5 separate regions of the Mus musculus genome follow, and all the other regions are linked to region 1. Evidence: chromatin contacts called from public Hi-C and HiChIP or PLAC-seq data. All regions are on one chromosome and are shown on one strand. The core of a region is the stretch at or near the end of the contact, and the rest is flanking DNA. Distances in the headings are between cores, read along the strand shown. Region 1 overlaps Arnt2 (aryl hydrocarbon receptor nuclear translocator 2). Region 2 overlaps Fah (fumarylacetoacetate hydrolase). Region 3 overlaps Gm2115 (predicted gene 2115). Region 4 holds the start of Abhd17c (abhydrolase domain containing 17C). Region 5 has its middle 6.4 kb from the start of Gm2115.

What was found. HiChIP or PLAC-seq counts read pairs in DNA pulled down with a chosen protein or histone mark. Hi-C and Micro-C count contacts between places; a contact is called where the count stands out from the background.
Region 2: a Hi-C map of neural progenitor cells shows a contact between it and region 1, with 5 times the contacts expected there. The contact joins two enhancer-like sites. A contact is called at or near these places in 1 of 15 datasets of contacts at CTCF or cohesin (the NIH/3T3 cell line), 25 of 484 Hi-C or Micro-C datasets (the G1E-ER4 cell line, Th1 cells, Th2 cells and 16 more) and 1 of 9 other capture datasets (liver).
Region 3: a contact with region 1 is called in a CTCF HiChIP or PLAC-seq map of the NIH/3T3 cell line, with 13 read pairs. The contact joins two enhancer-like sites. A contact is called at or near these places in 1 of 15 datasets of contacts at CTCF or cohesin (the NIH/3T3 cell line), 1 of 484 Hi-C or Micro-C datasets (nephron progenitors) and 1 of 115 datasets of contacts at active chromatin or transcription factors (the NIH/3T3 cell line).
Region 4: a Hi-C map of cortical neurons shows a contact between it and region 1, with 3 times the contacts expected there. The contact joins the promoter of Abhd17c here to the enhancer-like site in region 1. A contact is called at or near these places in 9 of 39 promoter capture datasets (the 3T3-L1 cell line, 3T3-L1-derived adipocytes, cranial neural crest and 4 more), 1 of 15 datasets of contacts at CTCF or cohesin (the NIH/3T3 cell line), 12 of 484 Hi-C or Micro-C datasets (the 3T3-L1 cell line, the HL-1 cell line, adipose-derived mesenchymal stem cells and 8 more), 3 of 115 datasets of contacts at active chromatin or transcription factors (extraembryonic endoderm stem cells, microglia and stem cell-derived neural progenitor cells) and 2 of 9 other capture datasets (adipose tissue and liver).
Region 5: a contact with region 1 is called in a CTCF HiChIP or PLAC-seq map of the NIH/3T3 cell line, with 17 read pairs. The contact joins two enhancer-like sites. A contact is called at or near these places in 1 of 15 datasets of contacts at CTCF or cohesin (the NIH/3T3 cell line) and 1 of 9 other capture datasets (adipose tissue).

Annotation. Positions count from the first base shown.
Region 1 is chr7:84,354,418-84,357,167 of GRCm38.p6, forward strand. It overlaps Arnt2 (aryl hydrocarbon receptor nuclear translocator 2), which reads right to left. Exons shown (of 19, transcript NM_007488.3): 3 at 103-150. Among named protein-coding and RNA genes, the nearest start is that of Gm30873, 19 kb to the left of the region's middle. Within about 2 kb of position 1,409, at least 26 of the 459 cell types and tissues checked have an H3K27ac peak or open chromatin away from gene starts, as enhancers often do. A contact at or near this core is called in the NIH/3T3 cell line, cortical neurons, neural progenitor cells and 1 more, where this site is marked.
Region 2 is chr7:84,593,317-84,596,066 of GRCm38.p6, forward strand. Fah (fumarylacetoacetate hydrolase) reads right to left here. Exons shown (of 14, transcript NM_010176.4): 8 at 2,142-2,241; 9 at 1,397-1,527. Among named protein-coding and RNA genes, the nearest start is that of Fah, 11 kb to the right of the region's middle. Within about 2 kb of position 1,370, at least 69 of the 459 cell types and tissues checked have an H3K27ac peak or open chromatin away from gene starts, as enhancers often do. A contact at or near this core is called in neural progenitor cells, where this site is marked.
Region 3 is chr7:84,556,197-84,558,946 of GRCm38.p6, forward strand. All of the region lies in intron 1 of Gm2115 (predicted gene 2115), which reads left to right. Among named protein-coding and RNA genes, the nearest start is that of Gm2115, 29 kb to the left of the region's middle. Within about 2 kb of position 1,400, at least 28 of the 459 cell types and tissues checked have an H3K27ac peak or open chromatin away from gene starts, as enhancers often do. A contact at or near this core is called in the NIH/3T3 cell line, where this site is marked.
Region 4 is chr7:84,150,505-84,153,254 of GRCm38.p6, forward strand. Abhd17c (abhydrolase domain containing 17C) reads right to left here and starts at 1,389. Exons shown (of 3, transcript NM_133722.2): 1 at 778-1,389. The coding sequence starts at 1,340. LOC117997403 (a long non-coding RNA gene) reads left to right here and starts at 1,636. Exons shown (of 3, transcript NR_169136.1): 1 at 1,636-1,867; 2 at 2,042-2,180.
Region 5 is chr7:84,521,180-84,523,929 of GRCm38.p6, forward strand. No RefSeq gene overlaps it. Among named protein-coding and RNA genes, the nearest start is that of Gm2115, 6.4 kb to the right of the region's middle. Within about 2 kb of position 1,377, at least 54 of the 459 cell types and tissues checked have an H3K27ac peak or open chromatin away from gene starts, as enhancers often do. A contact at or near this core is called in the NIH/3T3 cell line, where this site is marked.

The DNA.
Region 1 (2,750 bases), core at 159-2,658:
GATCAGGCAATGGCTTGCTCAGTGACAAAAGGCACTAAGTGCCTGTTCATGACAGTCATGTGACTGCTGGCTACTGGCTTAAGAAAGGTAAAATAAACTCACCTTGAGAATTTACTGGGACCTTCACCATCTTCGTCATCGAAGTCCATTCTGGAAAGTCAAAGGCACAGGTAAGAACTAGTTATAACTCTCAGAGGACTCTAATTGGTTACATGAGCTGTGAACGCAGGGGAGTCTTCACCCCATCACATCGCTATGCAATGCTTCCAATTTTCACCCCATCACATCGCTGCTCAATGCTTCCGACCTTTGGCCATGCTAAACAGTATCCGCAGAGTCTCAAGAGAAAAAAATTACAAACAAAAGGTCTCCAGTACACTCACTATTAGTTCTCTGGTCAGAAATAGGAATACTCAAGTGTCAACTTGTCCCCCTTTGACGCTTCTCAGGTCACCAATGGATGACTCAGGCCATGTTGTGTGAAGGCATCAATGTTTCTTGTCTGCCATCATCCCTGGAGTATGTGGGTCCATCCACATCATGTATTCTATACCAGCACTTAATTTCTTACTTTTATGGTATATTGCTCAAGGGATTTGGAAGACAGTAAGTTCAAAGGGCGATGACATAATATCAGGGGACAGTGAAGCTGTCTGAGAATACTGCTTGTGACTTGGTGAGTCTCTACCAACCTCAGGGCAAAGGTCCTTCAAGAAAACCAGCCTGTTACACCCAGGATCAAACAGGCTGTTGAGGAGGAAATGGGCCTTTGATACCAAAATCACTGAAGCTGGTTGTCTGCTCGTTGAAGCTCACAGAATTACTCTTGAGATTCTTCTCTGCTGGGCCTCCCCTTGTTAATATCAATGTTTTGGTGAATTCTTACTGAACTAACACTCCAAATGATCCTTCTTAAAGGCCCAAGTGCTTCTGATGTCAGCACACACAGGTTGGAAGATGTTAGGGCAGAGGGGAACATAACCATGATCAAGTGCACCCAGAGTTTCTGCGGTAGGAAATGAGCAGTCAGCATGGCTCTTGAGTGTGGCATCCATCTGCAGACCCTATATCACCCTGCTTGTTTTTAGTAGGCCTGAAGGATTTGGTGAGATATAGTCTCATGATCCAAGCAGGAGAGAGGCTGGCTGCCTGACTGGAGGTCTGAGGAATTCCATGTTTTAGCAGTTTATTATGAGAATGGAGAATACCCAGTGAGATTCGGCTCAAACAATAAACAAGCAGAGAATGAAGTATGTGCCAGAAGACCACAGTTACAGAGGCCACACCTTCTGGTCCCTCATAGGGAGGGTGAACTTCATTTCCTAGTCTTTGAGGGATTGAATAAGTGACCCAGGAAATGCATGGGGCACCCAGGCCACCAGGAGGCAGTCATGTTACACATAAAGAGCATACTTGTCCACATACCTCAAGATGAGCCCCAGTGAGATGTGTGGCTAAGCAAGAACTCGAGGGACCTAGGAACTAGGATCAGATACGGCAAAATGAAGGGAATGAGGACAGCTTTTGCATGTCTTTGCTCTGGATTATATGCAGTGCAGCCTGAGTTGACATGTCCAGAATTCCCTGACGGGATCCCTCATCCACTTAGATCCTTGGTCCTCAAAACCCAACTGTCCTCACAACAAAAATGGCAGTTGTGATGAAAGAAATTCCTCTGTACAAAGAGGAACGGAGATGGACAGGATGAAGGGAAAAGACAGAAGACCACATGCATGTCACCCGCGAGATGACCATGTATCGCTCTCCACAGCATGGCTTTGGAAGTTCAGCCCTGGGCCAGAGCTGTCTACAGGACAAATGGAGCTGAATGTGGGAATTCTAAATAAAGAAAGCTCATTAATATCCTGTATAATTACTAAGCTATCATCTCACCTTCCTGGAAATTGCCTGTGGAAAATAACCACCAAAAATGTTTAACTGAGGTCAGTTGCATTTTTGCAGAGCCACACTGCCACCTAGTGCTTGTAAAGGGAAAGATCACCTTTTCTGCCTTCATAAACTACCTACGTTTTCAAAATTCCAAATGATTTGTGCCTGGATTCATCAAAACCGTAAATAGGTGTAATATACACAGTTATTTTTAAAATCCCATTCAGTTCAATTTGATATCACAGCTTCTGTAACATTGAGAGAGAGAGAGAGAGAGAGAGAGAGAGAGAGAGAGAGAGAGAGAGCAGAGCACGCTCGAGAAAGAGCAAGCTCTTCCACTCTTGCGTTTGCCTGTGGAGATAGAGGACATGTGAGAGATTAGGCTTTCTCCTTCTATCTGTGGATATGGTTATGTAACTTAGGTCATTAGGCATGGCAGCAAGTGCCCATACCACTGAGCCATCTCAAGGGCCTTTGATAGGATTATAATAAATAAGCAAACTCCTACAAAACATAACTGACTAGTTGGCCCTCAATCCAGGCCTAAAGATCAATGAGATGCTTGGAGTGACCAAGGGCAGGTCTTCTTGGACTCCAGGACTTTGGTGCTGAAACAGTCACAAGCAAGTCAGGATAGTTTGTCATCCTCATTTTGACAGAGTTTTCTTTACTCAATACCCTACAGAATAGATATAGGAAGAACTGAGTGGTGTAGTAAAGGGTTCCAGCCCTGCTAGGCAAGCTTCGGATCAGGCCAGCATCAGGTGAAAGAAAAGGGTGGTCTAGATCCTGAGTCTACTGGAGTTCATTGGAAACCTGGAGTCATGACTTGTATATGAAAAATTAAAGACCAAGAAACT
Region 2 (2,750 bases), core at 120-2,619, 240 kb after region 1:
CAGCCTCTGCTCTCCAATACAGAGTGTGACATATGGCAGCAGTGACAGATGTGAACTGGAGAAGTCCTGTACACTGCCCTTGGTCAGAAGGTCACACATGCCACACTTGAGAAAATAAGCTGATGGGTGAATGTACAGAGAAATAGGTTAGAGATCACAGGAAGTAACAATGCTTCAGGAAGCTGAGGGAGGATAGACTTGGGAGGGGGACAATGAGAGGTCAGAGATTGGCCACAGAACCTGTAAGGAAAAGCTAGGACAATAGTGAGGGCAAGGTGGATGCCCTGGAAGGCAGAGTCCCTGGCAGCAGTGAAGCTGGCAGCCATCTTTGGTGCTGGAACAGCTGGGAAGGCCATTGATGTCCAGGCAGAGTGCTGCACATTGAACAAACAGTGTTGTTCCAAAATACAACACAAAAATCATTTAGCAGGACATAAGATAACTCTGGGTAGTCTGAACGACTATGCGTTTTTAATGGTGACAGTGTGACCAGTGATGCTTGTGGGGAGTACAGCTCCTTCCCAGTGTACTAAGGGTTAAATTAGAAACTACTTTAGAGAAAACCCTGCTGATTCGTTGGGAAGGGGCAGGAATGGTGACAGCTGTACTTAAACAGTCCTTGGGAAGGATGGAGGCAGTCAGCATCCAATCATCTCTGTGAAGATAGAGCTGGGCGAAGGACTGTGAAGGAGGATGGGGACCATTAAAGCAGGAGCCCAACAGGTCCTGGGTGGCCAGAAGATGAGAAGGACAGTGGAGGGACAGAGACAAAGAGGAGGGAGACCACCAGAGGGGAGACGTGGGTGCTGTGGTGGGAAGTGTTGGGGAAGATCCAAGGAGACAGAATGGAACTGCAGGGACTTTTATGAAGAACCAATTTGCAGGGGAAAGTCCCAAGAGTGTTCATGCATAAAATGACATGGATGGGTGAGGGAGAAAGTGCAGCAGTACACAGCTGGTGAGACAATGCCAGGGAGAGTGTGGGGAGGGAAGGCAGGGAGCCAGGAGCAGAGCAGAGCCCTCTGGAGATTTAGACCCAGAGATGTGGGAGGACCAGATAGGTCATTTACCAGAGCCGTGTTTGAGAGAAGTTAGGGCCTTCAAGGCATTGGCCATAAGAGCTGGGTGACTGTAATGAAGGGGTGGGATATTGCACTGGGAACCCTGTTGGACACACACACACACACACACACACACACACACACACACACACACACACCTTTTCCCTTATAGCCTCTATTCCAAAATGCATTCTGCAAATTAGACTCTAGAGGGAGCCATTGCACAAAACAAAATGCAGGATCCACCAAGCATCACCATGTCTCAGTATCAGAGGGCAACAGGAAAGGGCGGAAGCCGGAACTTAGAGCAGAGTTTTCAGCAGAAGGGTGCTTACCTGCTTTGGGTTTGGCACCACAAAGGGCATGAGGGCATCCATAGGCACCACCCACGGGGAGATTGTGGTTCCAAAGCTTTTCCCCAGGAATGGCCCAAGTGGGACGTACTCCCATTGCTGGATGTCTCGTGCTATGAAAAGACAGCAAGCTTAGGTCTCACCGTGGCTTACAGACTCACTCCAAGCTGCTTCCTGTCCTTGACCTACATGGACCTCTCTACATGGCTCTGGCCAACCAGATCTCCCAGGGAACAAACAGAAAGGTATTCAGTATGAAGACAGAGGTCCTTGGAGGTGCTGTGCTAGGGAACAATGAAGGATGACAGGACAGTCCCTACCAAGGGCCTGAATGGGGGAAGGCCCTCTCCTGAGATTTCTGGACCCACTTCCTCTTACACATGGTATCAGGGTGTAGAGCTGGGACTCAGATGCTGGGCTGATGAATAGTAAGGCTCAATTCAGCCACTGACTAAAATCCCTCCATGTACAGCTCTTCATCAGCAGCTGATGGTGCTGGCAACAGTGAGTGGAGTGTGTAGGGCTTGATAAAGCTTTAGGTTCTGTCAGCTCCATCCTTCCACTTATGAGAAAGCTACTCAGGGAAGCTGTGACTGCCCCACACCCACAGAGTCAGAAGTCTGCATGGTATCACCCCTGTAGTACTTAGGCCTCCTGTCCCATACCCAACTCCTGTGTGTGCCCCTAAGAACAGAACATCAGAGGAAGCTGGGCCACCAGGCATTACCGCTCCAGTCGTTCATGAGGACCATCCCGAAAATGTGTTCATGGGCTTTGGAAATGGGGATTGGCTCTCCGAATCTGTTCCCAGGGCCTACGAAGAAAGCCTGCCATGGAGAAAGTTGGTAAGAATCTAGATGACCCGATGCTCTGGGTCACTGTGGCTTACAGAGCAAAGGGAAAATATTTTCAAAGTTCAACCAGGGACTAGGGCTGCCTGAGGACCTGGCATTACTTCCCTGGGTCTCTAAGGTGGGAAGTCTACTCACATGAGCCCTTTCCCCCCTAGCCCCAGGGCACCCCAGGCCTTTCTGATTCTTCCTCTGTATTCCAGGCTCCATACCCTCACATCTGACAGTATATGACACTTGTAAAGAATGAAAACATCAGGGGTGCTCATTCCAGGAGGATTGACAAGTTGACTTCACAGCCCTACCTATCCCAAAAGGAATGGCATCTGTCCAATAGCCATGGACCAAGAGAACATCTAGCAATCATGTCTAAGGGAAACTAAGTGCGGGGGAGAAGGAATTCCTTGAGCAGTACAGAATCATCTACGTTCATGGCTAGGGTCACTGTTTTATTTGTCCTTGAGATAGGGTTTAAACAGTGCAAA
Region 3 (2,750 bases), core at 150-2,649, 200 kb after region 1:
CTGCATTAGCAACTAGAGCGCCAGGGTTCTGGTTCCCTGAGGGGACATAAGGAGATTCTTGATCAGGTCTCTTGCTCTGCCTGAGTCTGGTTCTCTTAAACTCTAAAACAGCCTCGATGCATTGAATTTTGATTGTTTCTAGTTCTATATGAAAAGACAGATGATTTGTAAACAAGGCCCACATTACTTTTGCAATGACAGTGAAGGATGGGTGAACTGGTTGGCCCTGCTGCCATTTAACAGTTGTAAAGTTTAAGGAGGAATGGTCAAGATCTCAATGTATGGAAACAAATGAAAGATGGTCTTGAAGCAAGAAGTACCTCTTCTCTAACTTGCAAACCTTTAGCTTTTGCCAATTACAGGAATGCGGAATCTCAGTAGAGCTCTGCAGAAAGGATCCGATTAATTTAGGGAAAGTACTATTAAAAAACAGCGTGCTTTTGCCCTGTGTCTAGTATGAGCAAAGCCAGAAAAAATATGTTCTATAGAGTATGGTAGGGCCTTGGAGAATGGAAACACTGCCTTCAAAGTTCTTTAATGAAAGCTGAGATAAACACAGAATTAAAAAACATATCATCTTGGTTCTAAGTGGATGAATAAACAGAAAGATTGAATTTACCATTTCTTTCTGAGACATAAACTTTAATGACAATATTTTGGAAGATGCCAGAAAGATCCAGGAACATATACAAAAGGGCCCCTAGAAATGAAGACTTAAGTGATGGTCCTCTTCTTTCTCTGAAGGACTGAAGATATAGAAGTTTGCTTCAGTAGCCCATAGTTCCCTAAACAAAAATCCAGAGGAAAGAGCTATGAAACCCCAGTAATGGAACCATCAAAGGGAGAAGAGCCATCTACTGCCTTAGGTAAAGAGAAGTTGCTCTTGGAGCAGAGCAGGAACTGTGGCTAACTCCTAGTCCTGCTGTGACTTGATGTGTCAGGGTGGGTTGGTATCCAGGAGGACCTCCCCCTTCTCAGAGGAGAAGGAGAGAGAGGATGGGAGGAGAAGGGGCCTGCAATCAAGATGCAATGTGAATAAATAAATTCATTAATGGAAAAAGTAGAAAAAAAGAGAGGTTGCTTTAAACTCCTAATGCTGTGAGTTCTGGGACAGGTCTGAATTCAGCCATCCTGAAAGCCCAGCTACTGTCCCAGCAATGTAGCCCAAATGGGTAAGCAGATGGATGGAGCGATGACATTAGGAGTCGTGGGAGAGGGCTGAAGAAGATTAGGATCCCCAACCTTACACTGAAGGAATTATGTGGATGTGTCTGGAGCTAACTTCCTAGTTGTTTTGTGAGTTTTTCCAGGCCAGCCTTTGTCTTCAAGGGACACTCCATCTGGAAGTGATTAGCCCTTTGGTCATAAATACGTACCCTGTGGTGCTTTAGTCATAAGCCAAATATTCAAAATAGGTACCCTAGCAGAGCAGCTTAATAGAAGTACTAGCAGGAAATATGTTGTTGTTGCTTTAGGACCCATGAGGAGAAACATGTCTAGTAGATGTACAACCCCAGTGTTTCCAGAAAAAGAATGCGTGACCCTGATCCAGAGTTGTTTCAAGGGTAGCCCATGATCCTTGCAGGATGATAGTCAGCTTTATGAATTTGGACTTGACCTACCTACTGGGACTTAATCCAACTCATTGCCAGGAAACACTCAGGACAAACATTACATATGGTTGTTTAGTTTGAGATTTTCACTCAATTTTGACCATTTAATTTTTTCCCCTGGAAAAGCATTATTGTTGATGTTTTCCTGTGTCTTGGTTGAGTTTTACACAGAATCAGCTCATTAGGGTTTTTATCTATCTATCTATCTATCTATCTATCTATCTATCTATCTATCTATCTATCTATCTATCTATCTATGGAGAGAGAGAGAGATAGCTCATTTCCTTCCTAGGGGTGTGTATTTGGTTCTTCTCTTCTAGAGTAAACTTATCTCAAGTTTGTCTAGATTCAGACTTTAACAAAGAACCTGCTGATGGGCTTGTTTTTAATTTGGTTGGTTTGCTTTATCAGTTATTAGCTACCACTCTTAACTCTGCTAATCTTATCTTCCAGATGCCCTTGGTGCTGTTTGTGTACCTTCTTTGGTTGAGTATTTGGTTCACTGCATTCGTTTCCTCTTGTTCTCTGGTGAACATCACGATTTTGTCTCTGAGTATAGTAAACAGCTGTCACTCATCTTGCCCAATGGGTTTTACTATATCCTAGTCTCATAGAGTGATTTTCTAAATATTCTGTAATTACACTCTATCATTAACCCAATAATTATTTTAATGACATTTGAATCATAAAGCTATCAGTTTGTTCATTTGTTTAATTCTTTCTGGTTAGAATGGCTGCCCATACAATTTAAATTTTTTAGAATTTATATATATGTTTGTGAATATTCTTTGTAAATGTATATTAAATCATTGTTCTGTGGGCATCTGAACAGAATGAATAATCTCTACAAGCAATGATAATGTCCTTTAGCAGGAAGAAAAGATGGCGTGGCAGACACCTAGCATGTTTCTCCATCTCTAGAAGATTAAAACAAAAGGCACAGGTATGGGCAGAGGAGGGTGGTATAGAAAGATGCTGAAGAGCAACTGGTAGACAAAGACCAGGTAAAACCCAGAATGGACTTACAATTTTTCTAAGAAACAATAAACTTTAACATAGGCCATTTAGCAACACTATAGGGAAGAGTTGAGATCCTCTCAGTAGAGCTTTAAGCAAAATATCTCTGAAGGTATACTT
Region 4 (2,750 bases), core at 139-2,638, 200 kb before region 1:
TAACGAAATCCAAGCTCATTACACACAGGACCTCAGGTACGGTTGCCACCTGTGCTATGGGGATTGCATGGGAAGGTCACAAGCACCAAAACTGGTCAGGTCACTTGACTTTCCCGCAAACCAAATGTCTAAGTTCAGAGTAAAACTTAAGTTAGTTCCCCCCCCCCCCAACCTGGTCTGTCCTCAGAATATAACAATTTGTGCTTAGCATATAAAAGACCCTGAATAAATACTTTCCAGTTTTATGAACGCTAACTCAAGGTCAAGAGATTTCCTCACGCCTATAACACTCTGCGCTACTGGTGGTGTTTAGGGAAGGTTCTTCAGCTAACTTCCTGATCTCCCAGTGCCACATACTCTGCGGGACCAGGAGGCAAAGTCCTCCCCACACCCGACCCGACCCAGCCTTAAGGGCTGCACAGGCATCGCCCCAGGGACACTTTCTACTTGGAAAGTCTTTTAGAGGTCATCGTCTCTCCCCAGCTGTCAAGGGCTCTGAAAACCCCAAGGTCACTTCTACCAGACCTTCGGGGTCTGCGCGTAGCTCAAGACACAACTCAAGCCCAACCAAGTTGGTTTGGCCGGTACATTGGCATCCCCCACAGCGGCCACGTGCGTTTAACCGGAGCCACAAAGACTCCAGGCCGCGCGGGCCAGTGAAAAGCAGGCAGGACCCTTTAAGTCTGAGCTCTCCATCCCCGAGGGCTGTTGCAATCTCGAGCGAATGCAACAATCCGGGAGCACAAGCCCGCACCCCAACCGTGGCTCGGGGCTCACCGGGTGCGCAGTGCCTGCCACGCGGCGTCGATGTCAGCGTAGAGATTCTTTTCGGAGGGCTTGCCGGAGCTCACACCATAGCCCGAGTAGTCGTAAGAGAAGATGTTGCAGTTGATGCGCGAGCCCAGGCCGATGTAGAAGCTACACATCTGGCCCAAGTCCACGGCGTTGCCGTGCGAGAAGAGCAGCGTGTAGCGGCTGGAGGGCGCGCAGCGCACGAACATGCAGCCCAGCCGGTTGTCGCGGGCCGTGCGCGAGAAGAAGACCTCGACGGCGTCCAGTTCGCGCTGCGAGTACTGCCAGTCGGCGCGCTCGCTCAGGTGCAGGCTGCACGCGCCGGGGCCCGCACCCTCCTCGGCCGGAGCGGGCTGCGCCGCCGGGGCGGGCGCGGGGGTCGCCGCGGGAGCGGGCGCGCGCTGCTCGGGCGCCAGCACCGTGTAGGTGGGTTCGGGCGGCAGGAAGGCCAGCTTGGCGGCGATGCGGCTCGGACAAGGAGGGCAGCAGAAGAGCCAGCACAGCTCGCCGAGCGAGAAGCCGTTCATCCTGGGGCCGGGCTCGGGCATCGGGGCGGCCTGGCGCCCGCCGCGGGCGGGAGGGAAGCGCAGGGAGCGCAGAGGGAGAGCGCCGAGAACTGGAGGCCGGCCGAGAAGGCGGAGAGGCCAGGGGCGGGGCCAGGCGGGCGCGGCGCGGCGAGCGGGGCGGGTCAGCGGCAGCCCCGCAGCCCCGGCGAGGTGCGGACGGCCGGGGCTCGCGCGCGGCACACAAAGCCCGCGGCGGCGGCGGCCATGGCCCGCTCCAGCGCGCCGCCCCGCCCCCGCACGCTACTGCCACTTCCGGGTTACCGCGCCGCGCGCCCCCACAGGCGGGCGGGGCTACCCATCGGAACGGACGCCCCAGTCTGAAGCAGGACTCCCCGGGCTGGGCGGGGCTCCCGCCTCTTGGGCGGGAGTTAGCGCATCTGGGCGGGGCTACTCGTTAGAACAAACTCCCCGGTCCGAAGCGAGGCTCTGGAGTCTGGGGCGGGGCTTAGCGCGATTGGGGCGGGGGTCTGAAGAGATTAGAGCGGTTGGGACAATCCTGGATTGAAAAGGTAGGTGTGCAGATACTTTAGGATTCAGTTCTCCAAAACCAGCTTTCTGTCCTGGTGGAGTTATTGGGAATTTATGTAAAAGATAATTATTGAGAAAGAGAATTGAGTACATTAAAAATGCCTTGCTTTCCTCTAATCAATGCTATTTTTTTCTCTTTTGGTTGTTTGAGACAGTTTAGCCTACACTGGTTTAGAACTCACATGCTTCTAGCCTCTACCACCACTTGCTGAGATTCAAGACTTCTTGAACAGCCACTACCATAAATGCTCTGGTCCATCTCGTACGTGTTCCCGTGTTGCAGGCGGCTGTTGGGTATGTACAGCTACGCAGGTCTTTCTGTAATAACAATTACAGCAGAGCCTGTTGGTTTTACAACAAATGGTGTCAACACGGTCCTCTCTCACCCCCATCCCTTACATCATCCCCTGTGGTGCCAACTGGATACTCCATATCTGTCCTTTTTGATGTTAGTTTCTCTAGAACTGTTTTGGCGCCAGACTTTTTAATCATGAAAGACATGTTACAACGATTTTAATCCACTATTGTCTTGGCTATAGGCTTTAAGTGATTTTCCAAATATAACTCTCAGGGCTTCTGAAACCGTGTGAACCCTGGTGTCCGGTTGGCAGAGCCTCTCCTCTGGACTTTGGCACCAGGCTTTCCTTTCAGGGGTAGGAGGTCATTTTAGGCTACCTGCAATGAATACAACCAGAGCCCCAGTGGGCAGTCACCATTCCAGACCTCATAAATGTCCCAAGAAGGATTACAACATTTTTTAAACAAAAAGAATTTTGAGCATCCTAATATAAATTGATTTACCAGTACCACTTTAAGTAGTAACCTTGTGGACTGAGTTTTCAAAGGCCGTATCTTCACTGAATC
Region 5 (2,750 bases), core at 127-2,626, 170 kb after region 1:
ATGTTCTTAGGCAAGTAGCAGAACCAAATTAAGAATTCATGACAATTATCAAGTTTTCACCTTTGGCTTTTCATGGCCCTGGAGGCCTTTTTTCCCCAACGACCTTCACTCTCCGGCACAGTGAGATCTCCACAGAGTAGAGCCTACCAACTGTCCATATCAAGCTAGACTTTGAAAGACGGTTGATTATCTCTGCAGGGATCAGGTGGGGGTGTACAATATGGCATGCCTGAAAGCTTATGGCTTTCCTGAAAGCCTGCTCACATCACATCATGTCTCTTTCCCTCACCCCACTTTGCTTCAAATGCCACTGTCTTGACTCACTCTGGCTTCTCTCTGGGCTACTCCAGTCATACCTCTGACATCTTCACAGCTCAGCTCTGAATCATTTCCAACAAGCTTGCTCTCTGCCTCTGTCTCCCTTCCCTCTCCCTGCTGTTTTCCTGACTGCATTCATGTCTTTTTATCAGGCAGAATAATTCATTCCACTTGAACCTTCAGCTCCCCTCCTCACACTCCCTGAGATTGAAGTCCAAGATGTAGGCACCCCACACCTCACATGCTAAGAACTCATCTTCTTGAAAAGGTAACAAAGGATTGGTGAATAGGGTACTCCCCACACCATGCCCTCTCCCTCACACTCCGCTCCTCCTCTTCATGGAGTAGTCACAAGATTTCAAGCAGGTAGAAGCAGCATTGCATGCCCTTTTTAAGTATAAGGGAAGAGAGTTGTTGGGCTGATATTCTGCCTTGATGGATCTCCTCTTGTTGGGTCTTTCCCCCTCCTCTGCACTATTGACTCTTAGGGACCGAAAGCAGTTAAGTTCTCTAGTCTTTCCTTGCTAGCTAAATATTCTGAGTCCACGGCTTGACAGAACCTCAGGAGGCATTAACCCAGGGAAGATGCTACTTAGCTACTCAATGACACTTTGCATTTCTGTGTGACAGAGTACCAGGTAAACAGAAACTATGAAGCAAGGACTTGGAAGGCTAGAGCACAGGTTCTGGTATTTGGAACTGAAGTCTTGAGACCTGGGGTATGCTTCTCTCTGCCTCTATTTTGTCATCTGCAAAACAGGTACAATTTGCCACCCACTCTTCTGTCCCGTAAGCTGATAGTTGATGTGCCCAGAATGCGTAGGAGTGAGCACTGCACACATAAGTCTGGTCCAGCAGGCAGCAGTCATCTCTTTCCCTTGATTCTCTCCATTTCAGGCTGGATCATCCATCAGCTCTCCCAAAGTACAAAGAGAAAGGACAGGCTGTCACCAATGTCTGCTTCTCTCTGCTGTCTTGCCTTCTGAGAGTAAAAGCATGCATCAGCCAGGATGCTGCGGCCCTGAAGCCCACAGAATGGGCAGGAGGAGGAGCTGACCCTACAATGGCCATGCTGTGTCATTGGCAGAGGCAGAGAGCCCAGAACAGAGGCATAAACAGCACCTTGGGCTAAACAACAGCCAACAGCTGGGAATTTGCCAAAGCTTCCCTCAAAAGCTGCCCCCTCCACCCATCCAGGGATAAAGAAAGGAAAGTCAGCACTAACAGGAAGCTCTCAGAACAGCCTCAACCCCAGTACAGTGTAAAAAATGAGACCAAGGCAGCAAGTGACTGGCCCAAATCCATGCCTGGATGGAAGATTATCTAATATGTAGCCACCAAGTGGCTCCCGAGCTAGAAACCAGAGTTTTTTTCTGAGATGGGTGTCTCATCCTTTCTCTATAGGGCTACTGCAGCTGGTCTGTGCTCCAGCAAGGCTAAACAGGAGTGAAATCCAAAGTTGAGCTTTCCTAGGAGTCAGAGCCTCATCCATCCTCTGAAAACAGCATCTGGACTTTTACGCTCTCAACTCAGACAAGCCTCCAATGATACAGAATCAAGCTGGTATTTCTGCTTTTTAAGTTTACCCAGCTAATGGGTAGACAGAACAGGGGTGTATCAGCAAACACGTCACATGACAGAAGAGCAGGAAAGTTCGTGAAGCAAGGCAAGTGCAATGGAAGCAGGTGGAAGAGAATGATCATGTAGAAGAGAACCATCATGGAGGTCACAAATCATTGAGTGAGGCAGGGAGCCGGCTGGGTAGACGCTGCAGAGAGTGGAGGAAGAGCACAGTCTGAGTAGAAGCCCCAGGGGGTAGGACAAAATGGAATACAGGGAAATTGCTTGCGAGCTGTCAGGAGTGCAGAAGCATGAACGAGGGAGGGACATCAGAGAAGAGGTTAGAGAAAGATCTGGAGATCTTTTAAGATGCTCTAAGCAATTTAGAATGTGGTGAAAAGCACTGCTGACCTCTGTGCAAAGCAGTGGTGTTCCCTGACTTGGGCACTAAAGGGAATATCTTCTGTGTGTAAAACTGATTGCCTTCAAATGGTATTCATAGGAGAGGCAGGAAACACAGAGGACAAGAGAGAACACTAAAAAGGACTCCAGGTCTGGAGACAAGGTGGTATTGTCTTCCTGAACTGCATTACAAGTGGCAGAGTGGTCTCTCTGAATATGCTCCTTTTGTGGCTACAAGGTTGGGATAGATTGGAAGCATAGACACCCAGTTCTCTTTCTGTAGGGCCAGGAAGTCAGGAACCTGCCACCTGGAAGGAACCCAGAAAACAGTAGCCAACCCCATGCCAAAGCTGAAATTCCACACAACCTCTTTGAAGCAATGACTATGCTCGAGAACATTAACACCTACCCTGGGGTGACAGCAAGGGACTCTTCATCTGTAGCATTGACAGTTCATGTAGGGTAAATAC